2 separate regions of the Dromaius novaehollandiae genome follow, and region 2 is linked to region 1. The links are chromatin contacts, called in public Hi-C maps. All regions are on one chromosome and are shown on one strand. The core of a region is the stretch at or near the end of the contact, and the rest is flanking DNA. Distances in the headings are between cores, read along the strand shown. Region 1 holds the start of SPATA7 (spermatogenesis associated 7). Region 2 has its middle 13 kb from the start of GPR65.

Evidence for each region. Hi-C and Micro-C count contacts between places; a contact is called where the count stands out from the background.
Region 2: a contact with region 1 is called in a Hi-C map of ovary, with 2.3 times the contacts expected there. The contact joins the enhancer-like site here to the promoter of SPATA7 in region 1. A contact is called at or near these places in 2 of 4 Hi-C or Micro-C datasets (brain and ovary).

What each region holds. Positions count from the first base shown.
Region 1 is chr5:21,028,695-21,034,147 of bDroNov1.hap1, reverse strand. SPATA7 (spermatogenesis associated 7) reads left to right here and starts at 2,683. Exons shown (of 13, transcript XM_064512217.1): 1 at 2,683-2,794.
Region 2 is chr5:21,184,731-21,190,183 of bDroNov1.hap1, reverse strand. No RefSeq gene overlaps it. Among named protein-coding and RNA genes, the nearest start is that of GPR65, 13 kb to the left of the region's middle. Within about 2 kb of position 3,388, at least 1 of the 2 cell types and tissues checked has open chromatin away from gene starts, as enhancers often do.

The DNA of each region.
Region 1 (5,453 bases), core at 1,434-3,933:
AAGTTAAGGGGAGCCAAAGGCCAAGGAATGTGAATCAGACCATTCAGAAATACATTAAGCTTTGATATATGTTGTCATTTGAGCTCAGAAATCTCAGACCTGGGACATTTCTAGGATACTGTGACTGCTGATTGTGAGGAAACTAGTAGAAATAGCTACATTCTTTCAGTGTTGCCTAGTAACCAGGAGAATAGTTGCTGTGTTTCTCAAAATGCTCACTTAGGTTTAAGTGTTCTAATAATCCGAACGGTGAAAAAAAGTATAGGAACAATAGGAAGGAAATTATGAAGAAAAAGATCATTTTGGTCAGACAAAACAGCCCACTTATTACACATTAGGTACAGTATACCAAGAATTCGGGAATCTGAAATTCAGAATTGGGACAATGAAACAAAAAAAGTATTAAAAAAGTATAAAATTATTACTATGAACAGCTCATAAACAGAAGAGTATTTTCTATAGAATGATCTTGCTGTAGCCAATACAGAAAGCTGTAATTATTTCTTGGGATACCATGGAGGTGTGAATCTCATGCACTTACATTCTCTGTAGTATCTTCAGGTATCTGAAATGGAAACTATATTTAGACAATTTCTAGCTCCACAATCTAATGGTTTAAACATTTGGATTATTTCAAAAAAGTTTAAAACAGACATTTAAACACAAGAACTAAGGTAATTAATTTCCTGGGACCTTCTCCCCAAATTTGCAGTTTCACATGCAGTCAAGAATCTGCTTTACAGAAGAGAAAATGAGAACTGTTGGATTTGGGGCTTTCTGGATTTATACGTTCTGCATGGAGGAGTCAACAGAAGAGACACTCTCTCTGATATCACTGACCTCCCGTCCAAAAGAAACATAAGAGAAAAAGACAATATGCTATCAAAGGGCTTGGCTTTGGCAAAAAAGATAAGTTATTTATGACATTGTGGTTCATAGGAGTTGAAATACCATGGTAATAGGCGCTTTATAAAAACTAGCAATATTAGACTGTTGAAATGATTGATATAATGTGGAGGCCAAGAACGAAGGTCATTTCCAAGGAGTACTAGACATTTATATAATTAATAGGAGCATCAAAAATTATAAAAGGAACTGAAAAAGCTTTGAAAGCAAGTCATAGGCTGACCACCAAGACCTAGGAGTTAGGAAGAGACTTCAGCTATCGACAAAATATTCAAGTTTTCTGAAGTATCTGGTAGAGTACTGTTACACACGAAGTACTGGGTTACATAAACCACAGGCTTCATCCAACATGGATATGTCTATAATCAGAAATCATTTCTAGATGGTAAAGAGGAATTATCAAGATGTAAAATGTCCATTTTGCAATTAAAATCCTTTGCCACACCTCTTCAATAACTCATGTTGAAGTGCGAGCATTTAAATGAAGCAACTTCCTACTGGCTAGCAGAAAAACCTCTTAGCAAACGCAGCATATGAGATTTTTATTAGAGTAACTTCACGATTCTCTTTGGATTAATTACTGAATGACGACTCCCTAGAAGCTACTTCTTACATCTCAGAAGGGTTAAACATGTGTTAGCTCAGTTTCATGGGTAACAAATACACTAGTTTTCTACAACGGACTCAGAGAGCTCTAATTTCACCACTAATGTGAGAGGTCACTTTCCTGGAGAGCTGAACCCTGCACAGTGCAGGTAGTTACTAACCAGAATTACAACAGCTCTTCTGAAACTTCCTCCCTCTGGCTCAGACAACACTTAGCCTCTTCTGAGGTGTCTGGATACGTAGGTGAACAGAGTAACCTGGCTGATCGCTGAGTAAAAATGTCACTCTAAATGTATACACCAAGAATTTTCTTGCAAAAATGTTCAGAGATTTCACATTAAAGCAAAAAAAAAAAGTCTACCTGACAAAAAGTAAATGCAAAGCTATCACTTCTTCAAAAGGTTAAGAACAAATTCATCAGCATTAATAGTCATCAGTGATATGATCAAATGCTACTTTTCAGAAGTTTACATTTTTAAAGTGCTGCTTATTTTGAAAGACCCCGTGAGTGAATTTCTTCAGTGTAACGTACTGAGACTGGGCTAAGCTCACTCTCTGGGAGAGCCTACTTGCCATTCACTCCTCTGAACAAGGAGTAATTTGACTTAAATCACTCCTTTACCCTTTGGCTTCCAAGTCACATTACAAGGAAAAAGCCTCAACATTACACCTTCCACTAATGAAGAAAAACTTCTGCTAAACCGTAACCTATCACTTAAGAAGACATCTGGTCACCTGCAATCCAGCTTTACCCGGTTCATGTAACAGGACTCACAGCAACACATTTGGAAAAGCGCTTTTCAGATTTTTAAGCCTGTAGCAGGGGCATCTAGAAGGCCGGGGGTGGCCGCCAGGCCAGGTCCCGGGTGCCAGGTCCCAGGCCCCAGCTCCAATCTCCAGGCCCCAGGCCCCAGGCTCAGGCCAGCCAGGCTGCGGAGGCGCGGGCTTGGCGCTCAGGGCCGCAGGCCTCCCCACGGGACCGGGGGCGGCATTTCTGAGCCCCCGCCCGCGGTGAGAGCCGCGCGGGGGAAAATCCCCCCGCCGCCCGCGGCCTGCCCCTCCGCCGCCCGCCGCGCTCCCGTGGCCATGGCAACGTCGGCGGCGGCCCGGCCCGGCGCCCCGCCCCGCCCCGCCCCGCCCCGCCGCCGCCGCCGCCGCCGCCGCCGCCTCCGCGGCCGGGCCAATCCGCCGCGGCAGAGCCAAGCGCCGGCCCGCGCTGCCGCCGCGGGCCCGGCCGGCAGCATGGGGGTGAGGATGGAGAGCGGCGGCAGGCGGAGCCGAGGTGCGGGCCGGGGGCTCGGTCGCGGCGGGCGGCGCGGGGCGCGCTCCAGCCCCGGCCCTCCCGGGGCGGCGGCGCGGCCTGCGGGGCGGGCGGCACCTCCTTCCGGCCTCGCGGCGGCTGCTCCCGGGGGCGGTGCCGGGCCCCGCCAGGCCGGAGCGGAGCGGAGCGGAGCGGCGCCGCGCCGCCCGGGAAGCGCAGCTCGTGGCCCCGGGGGGCCGGGCCCCCGGCCGCGCTGGTGCCGGCTCCCTGCGCGGCCCCGAGCCGCCGCGCTGGCGACATCGTGGTACATGTGCGTGTGCGTTGTGGCGGCCTTTGCTGCTGCGGCCGTGACTCGTCTGTGGGAGCCGCTTTATTTTATTTCACGGCCTAGGTGTCTGTGCCTTTCGGGGTCAACTTCTTACTTCCCCAGAGCTGGTGTTTGTGGGCCGTGATGGATTTTATCTTGTGCGTAGGGCATCGTTTAGGCGTTGTTTGGATGCGGATTTCAGTTTGTTGTTTTAGTAGGGTTTTAATCCAGTTGTAGCTGAAAAATAAAAGACTAAAGCATCAAAGCTTCCATAAAATGATTCCTTACCTAATTTAATCTGCTGCGGCCTGCTGTTGTGCTCTGTTCCTGTGAATAATCTTAGTGGCATTTGGCATAAAAAAAGCAGGTGTAAACATATGAAAATGTTTGCAGGATCCGGCTCTAGCTCTTGGAAAATGTCGAAAATATTTTTAGATTTGAACTTGATGGTGACATGTATAATAAATAACAAAGATAGAAATTTATCCTGTAAATGTTGAATAAGAAGAGTATTGCTGCTTCACGTAATGTCTAAATCATACATAGCTCTGTTAGGTCAGGCCTTCTGAGACCGCGTTACACTTTCATGGTGCATCTCAGTGGTGGCGGTTCAGGTCTTTGGAGACAATGGCAGATGTCGCTCCAAAAGATGTTCAATATCAAAATGGAGTTTTGACACAAATTCTAATACCACATAGAAATTTGAATTTCAGAGCAAAGCCTAGTATCTTGTGCAATCAAGTTTTATGCTTTTACAGTCTCCATGGAAGATGTCCTCTTACTCAGTATAAAGACAATTTTATTAAGGGTTTATCCTTTTTCTGACAAATTATATTCTTGATTCTCAAAATATTTACTTTAATGGAGAATTTAAAAGGGTGCTGATTATCAGTTAACCGTAAAATGAGAATAAATAGGATATAAGATCTAAATTTCATTCAGGTTGCGGCAAGCTTTGCATGAGTAACTCCTGCTAAATCAAATGTAAGAATGTAAAATACTTCACAAGTTGGAAGGAATTATCTGTCTCATCTGACAGCTTCTCCGTCTACATGGGAAGTTACAGCTTGTCTGCATAGGAAGTTATCACAGAGTAAGCAGTACATACAGCCCTTTGCCTACTTTCACAGACACTCAGGAAACATCCCTGCAGACAACAGGGATTAGCACAGGTGAGGATATAGCTTCCTTAGCATGAGCTAACTTAGCAAATCCACGTGCCTGAGTGAACTTGGCAGAACAGCCAGTGGATTGCTTGCAAGCAATTTATAAAAGGCAGAACACATCACATCTGTGGTTTCTCTTAAAGATACTTGGGTCTACACACTGTCTGTCTGGAAAGCTGATACAGAATAGGTGGGATACTCTGTTTTGTGCCCTAATGTACTCCTTGCTAAGCTTCCTGTTCAGCTCGGGCCTTGTAATTGTCAAGAAAGAAACAGAATTTTGTACTTGTTTCGTATCAGGCTTTCTGTTTTGTCTGGTGAGAATACTAAGCAAAAGTAAGAAGTAAAATTTTTTCTGTATGTAGGGCTTGCATGGAAATGTTTTCAAAGTTCAATGAAGATAGCGATTTTTCACCATAAAATAGACTGACAAGGTAGTCCTTTATATTTTCTGTTAATTCCAGGTATAAAGTAAACCCCCCCCCCCCATTATTTACTCTGCTAATTTCAGGAGTCAGTTAATATAGTCACAGGTTTATAGTATGACCTTAAATAATTTGAATATTGTAATTCCAAACCAGCTTTATTGTTTAAATTCAGTTTTCTACTTTAGGCTGTTTAACTCCCACTACCAGTGATTGACACAAGTCTGAGCAGTAATAAGATCATATGGTTATTGTGAATTAACGGCACACATTTGTGTCACTTATTTTACTGCAATGGAGAAGTCATCACTCATTGCTGCATGGAAGTTGCCCTTATGTTTAGGCAGATCATACAGGCTTCAGAGTTTCCAAAACAAAATGTAAATGCTTTGTGTGATAATGTTGAGTTTCTCGATGCAGTAGAAACCGGCCCATAGGTTCATCATGTTGAACTTTACTTTCTGAAGTTCTGCTTGCTTTGGCCTTTGAATTGCTGAAGACGACAATGAGTGAATTTGTGTTCTAGCACATTAAAATACAACAGCACCATTTCTACAGACGGGTCAGTAGAATCGTTATGGTACCTGGTAGCATGTGCTCTGTGCTATCTACAGAAGCACAAGTGTCCAGGGAGCTTCTCTGGTTAGTTACCTTTAAGCCAGAGGTTTCCAAACTGTGGTATTTGTATTGGTAGTTGTACACCTACTACTTAAAAGTAGCAGACAGTTACAGCTAGAACACCAGCTCTTAGACAGCCTTCCAGAGAAACGAAAACTGCTGGT
Region 2 (5,453 bases), core at 2,139-4,638, 160 kb before region 1:
ATTGCTGTCAGCACAGTAACAGCAGAGGTGAGTTTATATGCCAATAGTTCAGTAAAGCAGAATCCATCTGTCCAAAGTCCATCTTAAAGGTATAGCTCAACTTCATAAGGGGTGAGCTTTTCAGTGAACTGTGGTGACTCAGCTTTCTGAATTTCAGATTTCATTTAATTTGTTTCTCCTACAGCATTATCTATGATCTGCCTCACTGTATTCGTGGTGCAGATCATTGTTCTTTTCTCATGCAGCTTCTACCTAGGCTTTGCTTTCTTCCTGTCAGTGGGGTTAGTCCTGAGTCATGTGGTTGAAGACTAGCAGAGACTTTTGCCTATCCATTTTTATTTTGAGTCTTTAACAGATCTAACTGCAGAGCAGCTGAGAGAGATGAAGTGCGAACTTGACATATAAGATTAAAATATTCCACTTCCTGTTTCCACTGCATTACTAATATAATTCTGATTACTCCAGTGACGATCTTCAGTGGTTGTCACCCTTTGTTTTATGCCAGTAAATCAAGCAATGCTGTGCCACAGCTTAACCATGTGCCACTTTTCATATTACTTCCCAGTGTAACCAGTGCCATCTCTTGTCTCACTCCCCATTTTCTAAGAGGGTAAAGCAGCAGCTCGTTCATGGGGTCCCTTTCTCCACGCAGCACAGAGAGGGAAAACAGGAGGGAGTGTTAGGGTGCTCGGCAGCCATGCGGCTGCGAAGGCAAACCAGACACTTGCAGAGAGCAGGGAAGGGGCAAAGGCCTTGCCATGAATATGGGCAGGGAGGAAGGAAAGCGAAGCGTGGTCGTGCTCTTGGCAGGAGCCAGGAGCAGCGGCTTCACCCAAAGGCAAGATGCCACCGGTTGCCAGCGTCATCCTTCTGCCCGAGACGGCAGCTGCTGGCGGCCCTGGCACCCTGCGAGACGGCGGCTCGGCCTGGACCCACACAGCACCTCTGCTGAGCGCTGCCCAGGCCCACGGGGATGGCAGGGAAAGGCAGCGAAGCGCCTCGGGATGGTCTGAAAGGTTCCTTTGTTTTTCCTTTATTGCTGTACCACAAGGGCTGTGTTTACTGAGAGGTCGCTAGCCTGAGCTATCACGAGGAGTTTTTGCCTGCTCAACTATGAATTAATAGTGACAAAGCTATTTCACCTCATATCCTGTAATATCCTAGAAAGACGTTAGCTCCATGCTGGACTGGGGCTTCAGGAAAAAAAACAGCAAGCAATAAAGAAGAGGTTGTATCAGCTTAGATGTTAAAAGCCCGATGGAGATAAACCAATATTACAAAGCTGTGTACAAGACACGGCCAACCATGTCTTGCAAGAGCTGAGGTAGTTCTCAGGAGCTGGTACTTTAAATATAGTATTTTGAGACATATTATTGCTATAGCAACTACTTGGCTAGAGGTTCAACAGCAAGGACAAAAGATTCTTTTCTTTTTCTGTTGTTTCTTTTTTTGCTTTTTTTTTGTATTTTCCTGGTAAAGTCAAAATCTGTTAAGGATGAAATATTGAGATGGTGGCAGATTGTGTAGAAGCAATTTCAGCCAGATACTATACTAGTGTCCAATCACATATAAATATATGCATAAACATCATGGTTAATTTTCATTAAATATGAAACTGAAGTAAATAAGTCAGGGATGCAGCTCATACCTTATCACCGCTTTTGGTATTGCTCTTTAGATCACCTAGTTGTGGCACATTGCCTTTCAGATGAGAAACTGAATTTCATTTGTCATAAGCAATGACTTTCATGAACTTTTTCCAAGAACTAGTGGTAGTCAAATCTGTACTTGAGTAACTGTGTCCTTATCCTCTTTGGCAATTTAGTGCTCACAAGCTTTCTCCCTTCTAACAATTATTTTGTGAAGAAAAGGCTCTTTTTCCCAGCCCACATGAAAAAACACACCTAGGAGCATTCTTATTTCAAATTTCTAGCACTGTAGTGTGGAGCCCAATTGTGTCTAGATCCCAGCCCTGTTTCAGGGATCCATTAACCTACTGGAAAAATTGTCCCCTCGGTTTACTTGTTCTGGTAGAGCAATGGGTACCATTGTAGATACCATGGCAAGTAGTAAAGCCAGAGCACCACAATCTAAAGGAGAGGTCTGTACCTAGTCTTCTCTTTCACCCAAATTTAATTACATGCGGCATTGTCAGATTGAGACACTGTGAGGAACATGCAGCTCATCCTGTTAACCCAGTCTGCGCAGAATCACCTTGGCTCACAGACTTAGAAAGGGGGTGAAGTGGTGAGACCGAGGAGGCAAGGCTGATGGAGCGTGTCTTCTGAGGAAGTTGCAAGATTAGTGGCTCCACTTCAGTGGGCACAAAAGAAGGCTGGGATGCAAAAGAAAGGGAAAAAGCATCTTCCCCCTCATATTCCCTTGAACAGACTAACTGCAGGTGCCAGATGGAAAACTCAATCAAATCAGTAGAGCACATACACGCGGGTCACCCTCATGACTCTGCAGCTCCTACAGTCCCTCTCAGTTCAGCTTTCCTCCATCGATCCAGACACGCAACAGACGATAACCAGGTGTGAGAAGGTGCAACTAAAAGCCTCAGGACACAGCTCTTTCCCGCTGTTGCTGCCTGTTTAATAACTTTTCCTCTCCTTCCCCTGATACCTCAGTGTCCCTACAGGTTAGTTAGGGTCTCAAGGTCTCCCATACGAGGTCTCCAAGCTCTCGCAAAGTGGGCTGGCCTATGGCAACCTGTCTTCTGAGGTATCTTTTTACCTTAGGCGACCCAAGGACTCCTGAATGAGGTAAAAAGCCTTGCTTCTTAGAGGGCAAGAACTCTAACAGTGCAAAATATCTATGAAGCAATTTCTGAGATTAATCTTACACTCAGAACAAGAGAGAATAAACATATGGCTTTATCCATCTTTTCCTTGCTCTTCCTCATGGAGTGCAGCACCATAAATAATTTTCTGCTCTGTCTCAGAATGCAGTGCAGCAGGTGAATGCAGAAAAGAGGAGCCCTGCTGATACATTCATGTCAACCCCATGCAGGCAGAAGCGAGCTCTCCATCCTGGCCTGCAGAGAGCGTGCACAAATGCCTGGCCTTCAAGCAGTGAACCTGCATACAGGTTCTGTGTAGCACAAGCAAGTTCAGAAAAATCTTTGTATGAGAATATGGTACAGAAGAGCAATCCTGCATTTGTTATCCCTTACATTTTTATTTGTTCTCATGCATTTGTTGCAGAATTAGTGCCAGAAATGTGTGAGAGGTCATATGCAGTTTTCTGGACCTCTCTTTTGACATGACTGATTCAAATCTTCCTGCCTATCTGCATGGCCATTGGTGCACAATAGCAGTGTCTCAACCCAGTCCATGTGTTGCTGTGGGAACACATAATACAACAAAAGTAGTAAAATACTGCAGCGTATTCCAAAGCCATTCCTGGTGACTCAGCATTTAAGGCTGAAATCTGCAGCTGCTGTAACTCCCCATGTTCTGTATGAGTAGCACATTTCATCGCTAAATGTAGCATTCACACTTTGAGGATGATTTAGTTTTGTGGAACACCAGAGAGAAATTTAAGCATTTAGTGGTTTAAAGTTAACTCCTTTTGGAAAGGGAAAATTCAGTCCTAAAGTTTTTTTTTTGGGGGGGTGGGGGGGGGGGGGAATCTCTACTACACCAGTAGATTCCTTGCTACTTCACCAGGAGATTCAAAATTTGACTTTAGATAAGCCTGACATAAATAGTTTCAAAAAGATGTAGAAATATTTATTAGCAATGACCACCATAACTCTATCTTAACCAAGGGAAGTAAACAGAGATAACTTAACTTGGGGAAAAAACAAAAACAAACAAAAAAACCCCCAGCAAATTCTGGCTGTCTCACTGTTATTTACACTCATGATTTCATCAGAAATTTTTCATATGAAAAATTTCAATTTCGTTTGAAAGTCACAGGTTCTGTATCTGGAGGTTCTCAGGTATTTTCCCTTTCCTTTTCTTGTTTCCTTGGGGTTTTTTTGTGTGTGTATGTCTATCAATGCACGAAGAATCTTGAGAACATGAATATTAAATGCTTAAATGTAGGAGGGGAAAAGAGAACCCAAAATAAGTGACGTTTTAAATGTCATTATTTCTAATAAAATCTCAACACTATGGTGAACCTGATTTGCTAGGCATTTTATAAAGATTTTAAAGCAGCTGCTTTTTATAAGGTCTGAGCCAGCTTTGTGGTTGCAGAAGGAGAGAGTAGTAATCTCTGCTTGGACACATACTATCTTCTGGAGAATGCCTGCTTTCCTATCACCTCTGCAAATTCATTTTTGCTTAAATGCTTACTTTGTTCTTGCAAAGCATTATGTAGCACTTTAACTCAGAGAAATGTAGCAAAAAATTACATAAAGACTATTGTCTTTCCTATTGTATTTGCAACAAAGATTGAAACGAGTGAACTGAGACACTATCCTCACTAGGTGGCGATTTTGCTCTGTTTAGCCAGGATTTAGAGAATGAGATGTGATCAGAAAAGCACAAAAATTTTGTCTTAAAGATGTGGTTTTTGCAGAAGAAAAGAGAGCTGGCTGCTGTGCCCTGAGTTTCTCCGAGGACCGGGTGAACTGTCATGATCCTTCCAGACTCCGCCTCAAGCTGCTGCAAGCTCTAAGGCTGTGGATCGTCAGACCTGGAGACTGAAAGAAAGGAAAAATCAAAATGCCCAACACTGACGGTCACAAGCTTTCTTCCAGCCTAGAGTTATTATCAGCTGGTTTATACTTACTTTACTTTGCAACACTTTTTTGTTTAATTATGTCTCCCTCCTCCCTTGTATTTATTCGTCCTGAGATGGGTCAGCTCCTCTCCTCAGGCATTTATAGCGGATAAGTTCCCAAGGTTACAGCTCTCTTACTGTCAGTCTCGAAGTACATCAGAACATGTTTTGTATTGCTGAATGACCACCCTAGGCAGATTCATGTTTTACCCATTCTCCTTTCTTTGCAGACACACTTCCCTGAAATATAGTGAACCACTTTCATCTCTATCATTTCTCAACAATCAGACTTTTCAAATGCTATATTGGTGTTAAGCTATTCTATCACTTAGCTCTGCAATATCCAGCTTCTTATCTTGATCAATACTGGTTCTTCCCAGTTTTCTCCAAGGAGCTCACATTAGAATAAACCTTTTTCAGATGCTTTATACTCACCACACCTGCTTCCCAGGAGGACTAGGCCTGCTCCTTCCGTTAACTATATTACCAGTTCAATTACAGTTTTGTCAATGGTAGTACTTTCTTCTCCTCACTATAACTCTTTAACTACAATATTTCTTTATCCTTTGCCATGTTATTAGTATTCTTAATGTAATAAGACCAGACAGACCAATTACACAAGCCTCTTCCATTAGTTTAGTGGCAACTATGAATCTCCTCAACCTTAAAAGTCAAAAGACTCATTAATTAGCTAACATTTTAAACAACTTTGGTCTTTA